Regions from separate parts of the Mus musculus genome. Here region 1 is linked to region 2. Evidence: chromatin contacts called from public promoter capture Hi-C data. All regions are on one chromosome and are shown on one strand. The core of a region is the stretch at or near the end of the contact, and the rest is flanking DNA. Distances in the headings are between cores, read along the strand shown. Region 1 has its middle 29 kb from the start of Cd28. Region 2 has its middle 27 kb from the start of Gm38388.

Region 1 (5,906 bases), core at 2,867-5,366, 88 kb before region 2:
CTCAAATCTAAGCAAGAAACAGTTGGTTACCACTTAATAGCCTTGCCACTGTGGCGTTAGTAGGCACATCTTGCCCAGACAGTCGTTTCTAGCCCTTGGTAAATTTTCATTTATTCTGTACTGCACATAACAGTCTATATTTCACAAATGAATATAATTTATAATTATTTTGTAGGTAGGTTTTCGTTTGTTTGTTTGTTTTGTCCATTAGACCTCTATTAAAGGCGAAATTTCTTATGGACAGGAACCATGCCTGATTCGTACATGTCTGCACCTCAACCAAATAGACACTCAACCAAAAATTGGTAAGTATTGAACATTCTCTATTATAATATGATGCTCTACAAGCTGTAATGTATTGCTTCTATAGACTAGCAATTGAGGAAGGTAAGCAGAGTGAAGTGTACTAGACAGAGTATATCCAAAGTTGTCCCTCTAGTTAGATGGATCAGAAATGGAATCCTATTTAATTTGGTTTGATGGTCTGTTACCTGTTGGTCCAACTGGCATATTCACTCCACATGCTGTGCCAATATCTCACAAGGTATAGGTAATCCTGATCCTACTTCTCTGATTCTTAGACAGATGGATATATGAAGCATAATGTTACTTAATCTCTGGAATCATGAAATCTGTTGCCTTAGTCAAACTCTAGTCCTGGATAGCAAAGTGGCCTTTCAGCCAGAGTCACAGTACCAGGACAAGTCAAAATGTAGGTAGAACTCTCCTCACTGGGATCTATTTCTTTGGCAAGCCATTCATTCATCCAAAAATGGTTAACGAGATTAATCATTTAATGAAAGCTGAGAAGATAAAGGTAAATAAAACATCTCAAGTGGTTCAAGGCAGACAAGTGCAAAGTAAGTTTCTCCTTCCAAATTAATCGAAAGAGGATATGTTATATTCTGGTTCATCTAGAATTATCTTCCTAAAACATCTATACACTAGGTACATCAACCTACTTTATAAATGCACCACGGAAGAATTAATGAGACTGTGCAAATATACGTGTACAACCACATTTATTCTTTCATGAGATCCTGAAAGTATACAAAAGAAAATGAACCTCCCACCCACAGACATACAAACCAGACTTCACCATTTAATACAATGACTGTTCCTTTAAGAGATGTCTGGAGTCACTTCCCCACCCAGCCCAATAAGCACAATGGAACATTTTCCTTGAGATTACCTCACTCCCGCTGACCCACACAGGAAATAATTATTTTGGTAGTCTCTCATAAACAGTAAAATATACTTGCTTGAAAAATAAGCTCTTTGACCCTGTAAGTCAGTGGCTTCGTGAGCATACCAAACTAAGTATCCTTCCAAATCCAACAATTTTGTACGTAAATGGTGCCTTATTCTTGAATTGTGGGTTCCCAGATCCAGGCTCCACTTGACAGTTCTGCCAAGATGCCACCACGGACAGTGGTTTCCTTGTATTTCTGCCTAAAGAAGAATGTGGCATCAAAGAAAAATTATATTTCTTTCCTAAGATAGAATTTGGAAATTCAACAGATGTCCTAGCAACAGATTCAAACACAGTAGTCATGGCTGAGAAATCAGCTCTGCTCTTGCATGTATCCATCCTAGGGTGCACCAGAGAAATGCAGCGATGTTTAAAAGAGTGATGGTTTGGAATGAAATTTCTGAGTCTAGTGAAAGATCAAGATGTCCACTCCTAAGCTAACTGAAACCTGCTACCATGTATGTCCCTTTCTTTCACTATAGAATCCCCAAAGACAGCAATGTAGAGGATTCCAAGCAAACTGTCTGTGAGAGGAGTCTGGCTACCTGCAGAAAACAGAAGCATTGGAGCCATAAGGCCATGTTCCCAGTTGAAGGTGACACTAATCTACTGAACACCCAAGTCACTCCCTTGGTATAAAAGCCCATTGGGCAACTGGAGCCAGGGGGCTGTCCCTAAATCTGATGCCTGTCTTTGGATCTCATTTCCCTAACTAAGCTGCCTTGTCTGGCCTCAGTGGGAGTGGATGTGTTTAACTCTGCAGAGACTTGATGTGCCAGGGTTGGGAGATAGCCAGGGGGACCTCCGCCCTCTCAGAGGAGATGGGGAGAGGTATGGGGGAGGGACCTTGTGAAAGAGAACTGGAGGAGGTGAGGACAGTGATCAGAATATTAGATAGATAGATAGATAGATAGATAGATAGATAGATAGATAGATAGATAGATAGATAATGGAAAGGGAGGAAAAGCCTTTCGGGACTACCTGACAAGCACCCAAATTGATTGGAGCTAAAGACAATGGTGTGTTTTCCTACCTCTTTCAACAGTCTGCAACTAAGCAGGTCAGATCAGGACTCAAAATGTCAACTGAAGAATCAGGAACTCAGTTACCTTCCATCAAGTCACCACACTCTTCTCTTTCAGGCCACAAGCCAGAAACTGGAGTATTTCTGCTTATTTCCTATCGACGAATGCTTAGTCACATGACCAATGTAGCTTCATGGTCGTTCCCATTTCCATACTCAGAATTCAATGATAATGAACAAAATGGAAATCAATACCAAGAGACATCCAGGAGTCTACCACACTCCTCAGCTTTCTGATTGTTTCACTTAATGATAGATATGTTATCAGAAGACATAACCTCTTGTCTTACATAACTGTTGTAGTACCCATCCCTCCCAAATTACTCTGCTCATTAGACCTGTGTTAGTTGGATCCACTGACATACTAAGGCATGAAAGATCCTAAAGAATGGAGCCAGGGTTCTTGTGCACAACTGTGTGATAACATCTGGCCAGATGTGTAAGCAAGCTTGCTCTTACCTCTGGAGTCTACCTTGATGACCACAATACCCAACTATTGACCCCATGGTTGTGAGGGTCACCTTGTTTCATTTTGTCTTCCTTTCCCTATACATAATAGGAGAATTATCCAAGGTGACTCCCAGACAACTTCAACATTGGAAAGGAAAGAGAATGTCTCCACACTTCAACTGAAGGTAAACTAGTCCAAGAAAGGACTTACATGTCAACTTGGAACTTCTCTGAGAGCTTCTGGGATGGTACCAAGAAAGAAGCTATGTACAGAGGAGGCTTGGGAGTGACTGGGCCAGTTCCCTTCTTGTGTCCTTTGGAGTTGCTGACTTCTAAAGGCACAGAGAATTCCTGACTGGGACTTCCCTCTGGCTTCCACTCACTGAGGAGGAATGGAAGAAGACTCTCTGGTGAGTGGATTAGAATCCCACCTGGTGTTTACACCAAGCTACAGGATGTGCTTAACATCCTGGCATGAATGGGCCAGTGCTTGGCGGCAATGAACAGCACCTGCTTCGAGTATCTACTTGGCCAAATAAACGAACGATACTCGAATATCAAGTAATTTAAGAACCAAATATATGGATGCTCAATAGCTCAAAGACCTCTGAAAGGCAAAGCAGTAGTGGAAACCACATCGATACAAGTTCTTCCTAAAGGAATGAGAAAAAGACGTAAATTTGTTTCTGTGCTATTAGCAGAAATCATGATATACTGCAACTAAATCATTACTGTTTTGGAAAGAAAAGATACTTGAGGTAAGAAATATTAATAAACAACCTATACTCAACATAGACCTATAAACCACAGAAATGGGAAGATTTAACCAGTCTCACACCTGGTGTTTATGGGTTTTGTTTTTTACAGCACATTTATTGGGGCATATAAATACAGAATATTTATATAAATACAGAATACAGATAATGTATATACATGCCATCGAACCTTAACAATATTTTAATTACAAACCTATTCCAAAGTCCAACCTAGGTCAGGAAACATTAGCACATCCTTTTCCTGTTTCTGCCTTATCCGAAAACTGGAACAAAACTCTTGGAAGGGATCCAGAGTATCAGGAAGAAATTGTTTTAAGTGTTGCTATGCATGAGCCAGGCAGCAGAGCAGCATGAGCTGACCTCCATAGCTGAGGCTCTTCCTATGTAATAATAACGCAAGTCCTAAAAAGACTCTGCTGTGCTCATTTCTGGCAGTGGGCAAGGGAATTTGTACAAATGGCTGACTCTCAGATCGGCTGTCACTCCTTCCTCTACTCCACACAGCCCCGTTAGCACTTACCTCATTCATTACACTGTAATTATTTGTTCACAGGCCTGTCTCCAGGACATGGAAAGGAGTTAAGAACACTAGCTCTGCAGCCAAACTGTCTAGATTTGAATCATAGCTCTGCCGCTAGCTCGTTTCTGTGGCTCTGAGCAAGTCCCTTAACTTGGCCAAGCTTCTGTTTTACCATCGCCAAAGCCCAGTTAATAATAGGTCATTAGAGTGTCAGCTGTGCAAACCTCGTGACAAATGGATGAAAGCCACATCCATCCTTAAAGAACATCTTCAGTAACTATTAGTGTTCTCACTTAGAGTAAAATCACTCATCTGTGTATTCCTGTCCCCAGTGTGCCTGACTCCTGAAGGCAAGAGAAACAGGGTAAGAAAGACAATGTCCTCGGCTGGTCTGCTACAGTGCACTAGTGGGACTTCTCTACTGTGTACACTAAAGAAGAATAACCAGGCATCTGTGGCCCAGCTCCAGCCATCTTCCTCTTAGGCAAGAGATGCCCTCACAGGGTATAACCCAAACCCTACATTCCCAGCTTCATCTTAGTGGGCAGACCCACATTTTTCCTCCCCAAAAGAAAGCAACTATTCTCTGTTTTCCTTCAAGAGCTAGCTTTGGTGCTGTCTCTGGGTCTCACTGGGAAAGATGAATTCCAGGTGGTGCTGGCAGAGTCACAGGTCCCCACACTGAGCTCTTCCCTGCAACCTAAACTGATCAGTCATAAGCAGGATAGTTTGACTTCCATCTGCCCTTCAGTGTGTCGTTTCTCAACATGTCCTGCTCATTGTGCCTCTAAGACTAAACAGAGAGGGATGGGGGAGGAGAGGGGAAAGGGAAGGGGAGGAGGAGGACTAGTTCTGCATCCAGATGGTAGCACACATCTGCAATCCCAGAAGCAAGGGGATTGAGGCAGGAGGACCACAAGTTCAAAGCCAACCTGAACTATGTATCAGGATCCTGGTCTTGGAAAAAGTAAAAAATTCAGATTTCTAATTTTTCCTGAGTTTAATGAAGTGTTGCATATGGGAGAAACTGAAAGGCAGACCTTGGCAGTACTGAAGAATTGAAGAGACCAGGTTTGACCTGTTCTGACCACTTTGGGCAGTATAACCTGGACTCTCTTGAACCTTTTGCCTTCTGTTTGGATTCCATCAATTACATGAGACTCTGTGGGTAGGAGGAGAGAAACCTAAGCATTTGTCAGTCTACCCTTGCCCTGACTGACTAGGTTTGACACTTATGGCAAACCTCTACATAGCTCTCACTCTGACTGTGTGGCCCTCTCTGCAGATCTAGCTCTTGCTGGGTTCTCCCCACTTGTCCCCAATGTCCCCTCAAGTCTAAGAGCAGTAACAGCTTTCCAACATGCCTAGTTTCCTTGGTCCTCCCATACTCATGTTATCTCTATTAACCCTTTCCACACTTCTGAAAGGTGTCCCTTTGTTAAAAATCTCTTTAAGGATGCTGGGCATGGCTGGCTCGTGCCTATACTATTGTTACATGGGCAGGCGGCAGGAGGATCACTGTAAATTCAAAGTCAACCTCATCTATATAATGAGTTCCAAGCCAGCCATGGTTTTATATATATCAGGTCATAGGGAAAAACCAAACACAAAATTTAAGTTAAAATAAAGTATTTTGGGAAAAACTCATTTGACTGCTAAAATCCTAACTGAAATGAGTGGTCAAACACAACAGGAAGTCTAGTGGAGAGGAAAACGTGAGCCCTTCATCGTCTGACGGCAGTGAACATTGTCTCATCCAGAACAGTATAATCCTCCTTTTCATTACACCTTGCTGTAGCAACCTGCAGACAGTGTTGTTCTGCT
Region 2 (5,598 bases), core at 386-2,885:
CCAGAATAGGATGATGGGTGTCTTGCCCTGCCATTATTTGTCTTTGTTTCCCTGAGACAGAATGTCTCACTGGACCAGGAGCTAAGCTGGTGTCTACCAACCCTTACCAATCCTGCTGCATCCACCTATCACAGAGCCAGAGTTCTTGGCCTCTGTGACCCTACATGGGTGGTAGGAATTCAAAAGCGGGTTCTCCTCCTTGCACAGCAAGCCTTCCTACACACTGAATCATCTCTTCCCCAACCTCCTAAAGCAACTCATACCTCAAAAGAAAGGGTCAGGTGTGTAGTCTGAGAATGCTAATGGTTAGTGTAAAGAATGGGAGAGGTCAGTTGAGCTATCTAGCAGCAAAGGCCTAATTTACAATGAAAAGAATTTAAATACTTTCCACTTTCCAAACAAACAAACAAACAAGCACTTAATAAGGGCTTAGTGTGTGTCTGGTAGTGTTTTAAAGGCCCAGCCTCCTTTCTTTCTCACAAGAACCAGGTAGTAGGTATGTAGTTGGCAGATAACACTTGAGGAGATGGAAGAATGGGAGGTTAAGTAACTTCCTAGGAGTTGGACAGACAGCAGGTGTAAAGCCAGGATCCAAAGACAGGCCAGCTGGCACTACAATCCAGGAACTAACCATTGAGAGAAAACAGAGTGACAGCAAACACTCACTGGACTCTACATTGAAGACACCACCTTAAACACCTGCTTTGCTGCTGGCCCTGGTGGTGCAGGCCTGTAATGCCAGCACTTGGAAGGCAGAGGCAGGATTTTGAGTTGGAACCCAGACTGGAAAACGTATTGAACTCCTATCTCAAAACAAAACAAAACAACAGGGGGGATGAGGGGTGTGGGGGGGGCATTTTACATGGATCCTCTCACTCAGTCCTCACAGTGACCCCTGTTTCGTAGATAAACTAACTCAATATAGTGCACAGTTCAAGGTCCTGGTCCCAGAAATCTACTTGAGTAAAAGAACACTTTGCCTTTTTATGCCACAAGCCTGACATTCGTTCTGCGGTGTTGCTGATAAATAAACTGTGAGGTAGTATTTGCAGCATCTACTTCAAAAGGCCTTTCTCTTTGTTGTTTACAGCTATCTGCCCATTCAAAAAGACCAACAAATGGGACTGTTTGAGGCCACGGGGCCTCCTGCTCTGTTTTGCTAGCAGTTTAGGAAAAAAAAAAAAAAGGAAAGAAAGAAAGAAAAGAAAAAAAACCCATCTGTTTAAACCACATCACACTGTGAATTCATTTGTGTTGCTTCTGCCCAGATGTGAAAGGCATTAGCTAATGAGGTCTGTGCTCATGTCAAGCAGGGAGCGTGCTCAGCTGTTCCTTAGGACATTCTATCAGCCGCGCTGTGTTTCCTGTAACCATCGGAAGCTCAACCCAGATGGCAGATCTTAACTATGGCAAATGGATCCAGTCTTCTTACCCCTAAGAACAAACAAACAAACAAAAGGAATTCGTAAAGTTCTGTGCTTTGGAGGGTTTTTTTGTTTACACATATATTTTTTTCTCTTTCTGCAACTAGCCTTAGGCTGCAGTTAAGTTCTCAGAAGGCTCGGCTCCTCTGCAGCTTCCTCAGAAGTGATGAGCTGATGGTATTTGGGGTTTGGGGTTTGAGAGAGGGGAAGTTTGGGGAAGGAAGCAGTGACACAGCCCAGGATTTCTTCTTAAGCGATGTACACAATTTACACTGACTCTGAAGTCAGAGAAAATGACATGCAAGGAGTCAGGCAGGCCAGCCGATGCTGTCACAGGACTATCATGTGAGGCCACCACAGTTGCGTATAGAAGATAGAGCTATGCTCAAGGACAGCATTGTGCTGAAAAATGAGCAGGCATGATGTTTAGGGTGACAAAAGGCTTCCTTGGGATTTGCCTTCAACAAGATCCAGTGAAATCCCAGGTTGCTTCTCTTTTGTGAGTCCTAATCCCTCAGCTCTCTCTCCCAGCCCTGGCAACCAGCAGGACCCAAACCCTGGAAACAAAGCTGACAAAATCCTCAGCTCTTCAGTGAAAGGAAAAGTATCTCAAGATCCCCAAATTCTCAGCACAAAGGAGAGTCATTTGCCCCAGAGACACAGAGGGCAGGGTTAGGGACAAAGACCAGGAGATAGAGGAAGAAGAAGAGGGGAGCAAGGGAAAGGGGAGAAAAGGGGCAAGGGAGGGGGGAGGAGTGTTTTTTCAGGGAGGGGGGATGGACAACAAGGACTGCCTCTGGACAGAGAAGAGTCAGACACGGCACATAGGAAAATTGTGGTTTATAAAGGGAAACCCTGTATTAGCAGAAGGTGTTTAATTTTAATTGGGCATGTTAATTAGGTGAGCCAAAGAGGGCTTTTGATAACTTCAGCTTGGTAGTCAGCCTCAGAAGGAGCTGACCGAATAAGAGAGTAGACCTTGGGGGATAACTTTAGGAATGGAATCTAATGGTTTTTTAGCAAGGCAAGGGAAATTGAGGAGAAGGCAAAGGCCTGACAAAGCCAGTCCCTTCATGCTCAGGCTGCCCACAGTCCCTTCACTCAACCTATGAGGAGGCCATCCTCTCTAGGCAGAACCTGGGGAGAGAACTTGGAGATTAGCAGGCAGATTTGGCATGGGGAATCAGCCTGCCATGGGAATGCAGAAAGGAAGGCAGTGTCTGTAACTGTATTTTCCAACCTTTTGCATGCACTCCCCCCCGCCCCCCAAAAAATAGGCCTTCTTCTTCTCTCCCCTTTGCAGTCAACCTCTGTGCTTCACCTCCTGAGAAAAGGCGCCCCCCTATTTTGTATCTCAGTGGGCATACAAGCTCAATGGGAAGAGAAGGTGGATCCAGGTAGCACTTAAGGTACAACAGAACCATGTTAGTCCACTTAGTGTTTTATGAGAGTCTGCAAAGGCAGCCCTTTCCCACGGGCTGTTAGCGTAGAGAGAACGTGGCTCGGCTTTCAGCATCACAAGATGCCCTGGCCAGGAGCTCTTGAAGTGAGCACAAAGTGCGCAGCCATATGAGACAACCAGCCAGAGAGAGGCGGTGGGGAGCGGGGTATTCAAAACGTCAGATCAATATAACACACCACAAATGGGTCAGGGACAGATGGGTAAGAACGCTCCATATGGCGAGCAGGCTCTGGACTGGTAAGTGTAACCGGAAGATCTCATTCTGAGTGGGGAGGGCATTACAAAGGAGAAAACTAGATGAGCAAAGGTGGGAAGGGAGAGGAAGCACACCGCGCCCACCCCCCCCCCCTCTTCTCCACGCTGCTGCTTTCTCCCTTGTTTGTATGTATGTGTCTTCCTTTAAAATATTTCCTCCCAGTCCTTGCTTTCATTCAGTCACCTTTCTTCCCTCAGGTCTTTGTGTGCATGAGGAAGCCTGTTCTGGTTCTGTCTGTACTAAGCCTTCTCAGCAGTAAGTATAGCGCATTGGTCTCCATAGTTACTAACCTCATTCCTGCCATGCGCTTCAGAGACACGGTAAAGATGGAGACACACACCTGAGGCTGCACAAACATCAGATTTACTGAATCTCTGAGGTTATTTAGCTTTAGTCTTCAGCCTGGGCAGTTGATTTTTTTTTTTCATTACTGTCTCTTTGTCTCTCTGTATGGTCTTAAAGGATGTGGTAAACATATAAGAAATATTAATGCCAGCACACTAGACCCACGGATGCATGATTGACACAATATATCAGTGAGTCATTTACCTGTTGCCCCTCCAAATGAAGGTGTATTTTCAGAACCCAGCTCTCCTTAGCTAACTGGCAAATTAGAAGAGCTTGATGCCAGCATATTTGGGGTTGTTTGCTTCCTCACCAAAAACAAAAAAGGGACTAGTGATAGAGGCAAAGAAGGTTGTCTGAAGTCTTTTCTAAACTATAAAGAGTTTCCCTGGGAAAGAACCATTGACAGAGCTCATGATGAGGTGGTAGGACTCCTTCTCTTACTTTGTTTTGTTTTGAGATAGGATTTTACTCTATATCCCAGGTTGGTCTTCAGTTATAATTCTCCTGCCTCAGACTCCCCAGTGCTGAGATTATAGGTATGTGCCACCACTCTTGCCTTTTACTGGTTTGGTTTGGTTTTTTAGGTTTGTTTGTTTGTTTGTTTGCTTGTTTGCTTGGTCTCTCTCTCTCTCTCTCTCTCTCTCTGTGTGTGTGTGTGTGTGTGTGTGTGTGTATACTCTGTCTTTAAGGACATTCATTAACCCCAGGTTCAGCTTCCCCAGAGTAAAGCTGCAGTCTAGTCCCAGCATCCCTTTTTTTTTTTTTAAGATTTATTTATTTATTATATGTAAGTACACTGTAGCTGTCTTCAGACACTCCAGAAGAGGGCGTCAGATCTTGTTACAGATGGTTGTGAGCCACCATATGGTTGCTGGGATTTGAACTCCAGACCTTCGGAAGAGCAGTCGGGTGCTCTTACCCACTGAGCCATCTCACCAGCCCCCCAGCATCCCTTTTAACCACCCTGCTTCTTTGAACAAAGTGAAGTTAGCTTCTTGGAGCTTTGATTTTCTCACTTAAATGGTGAAAACAATGTGTTTCTGGTTTCCCACCCAGTCAACATAAATTAAACAGAAAGAGTAAAGGGTCTTTGAGAACTGTAAGTCTCTGTAAAAAGTTTTCCTTTATTCCCATGTGAATCTTCCAAATATCTGAAGACATCTGGTTGGCCCTTTGGTCTTTGTGAGTGTGATAGTTCTGTTTTTGTTTTTGTTTGTTTTTGTTTTTTAATCTGGGACAACTGTCCTCAACAGAAAGCTTTCCACTTGACAACTTCTTTTTTTAAGCTTAGCACTCAAAATGACAGCCCAGAGATATGTAAGGATATAATCTCTTAGGCACTGTGAAAGTGTTCCCCTGTCAATAAAAAGCTGAATGGCCAATAGCAGGGCAGGAGAGAAAAGGCGGGACATACAGGAGAGAGAGGAATGCTGGGAAAGATTCGGGCTCAGGCACAGGAAGATTCAGCACTCAGAGTAAGTCAGAAGTGTGAAACTGAGGAGAAGTGACTAACCCGCCACGTAGCAAGTATAAATGAGATAACTGAGTTATGAGCTAAGTGGGAAACAATGCCTACCTTAAGATCATAAGCCCTGTAAATAAATGTAAGTCTTCATATCGTTATTCGGGAATTGGGGCAGACAGAGAAAAAGCTAGGTGTTACAATAATACAACTAACAAAGGATGAAGGATGTGATTTGAGGTCATCCCTGCCCACCCTGACCTCAGGCTGCTCACAGAGCCCTTCTATTTTTACCGCCTTGGGTTACACCATGGCCCTTATGGCCTCTTCTATACAGTAAGTTGGGGTCAAATAACAATTTGCTTTTCCTTTTTTAAACAGACTTTCTTTTTAAGAACAGATTTTGGTTACAGAGATCTCCCATACACACCTTGTCCCCACCACACTTCTAAGACTTGGGTGGTTGTTGTTGTTGTTGTTTTGGGGGGTTTTTTTGGGTTGTTGTTGTTGTTGTTGTTGTTCTAACATGAACTGCTATCAAAGCTGATTCAGCATTTCCTGGGTTCATTTAATGTTAGGGCACACATCCACAAACAGTTCTATGTTTATGCCAAATGAATTCATCTCTGTTGAATTTCATCTCATT

Evidence for each region. Capture Hi-C pulls out chosen DNA fragments and counts their contacts.
Region 1: a promoter capture Hi-C map of adipose tissue shows a contact between it and region 2. The contact joins two enhancer-like sites. A contact is called at or near these places in 4 of 39 promoter capture datasets (the C10 cell line, the HPC-7 cell line, embryonic stem cells and 1 more), 1 of 15 datasets of contacts at CTCF or cohesin (CD8 T cells), 1 of 484 Hi-C or Micro-C datasets (nephron progenitors), 2 of 115 datasets of contacts at active chromatin or transcription factors (CD8 T cells and heart atrium) and 2 of 9 other capture datasets (adipose tissue and liver).

What each region holds. Positions count from the first base shown.
Region 1 is chr1:60,714,056-60,719,961 of GRCm38.p6, reverse strand. No RefSeq gene overlaps it. Among named protein-coding and RNA genes, the nearest start is that of Cd28, 29 kb to the left of the region's middle. Within about 2 kb of position 4,116, at least 43 of the 459 cell types and tissues checked have an H3K27ac peak or open chromatin away from gene starts, as enhancers often do. A contact at or near this core is called in adipose tissue and heart atrium, where this site is marked.
Region 2 is chr1:60,623,713-60,629,310 of GRCm38.p6, reverse strand. No RefSeq gene overlaps it. Among named protein-coding and RNA genes, the nearest start is that of Gm38388, 27 kb to the right of the region's middle. Within about 2 kb of position 1,635, at least 101 of the 459 cell types and tissues checked have an H3K27ac peak or open chromatin away from gene starts, as enhancers often do. A contact at or near this core is called in adipose tissue and heart atrium, where this site is marked.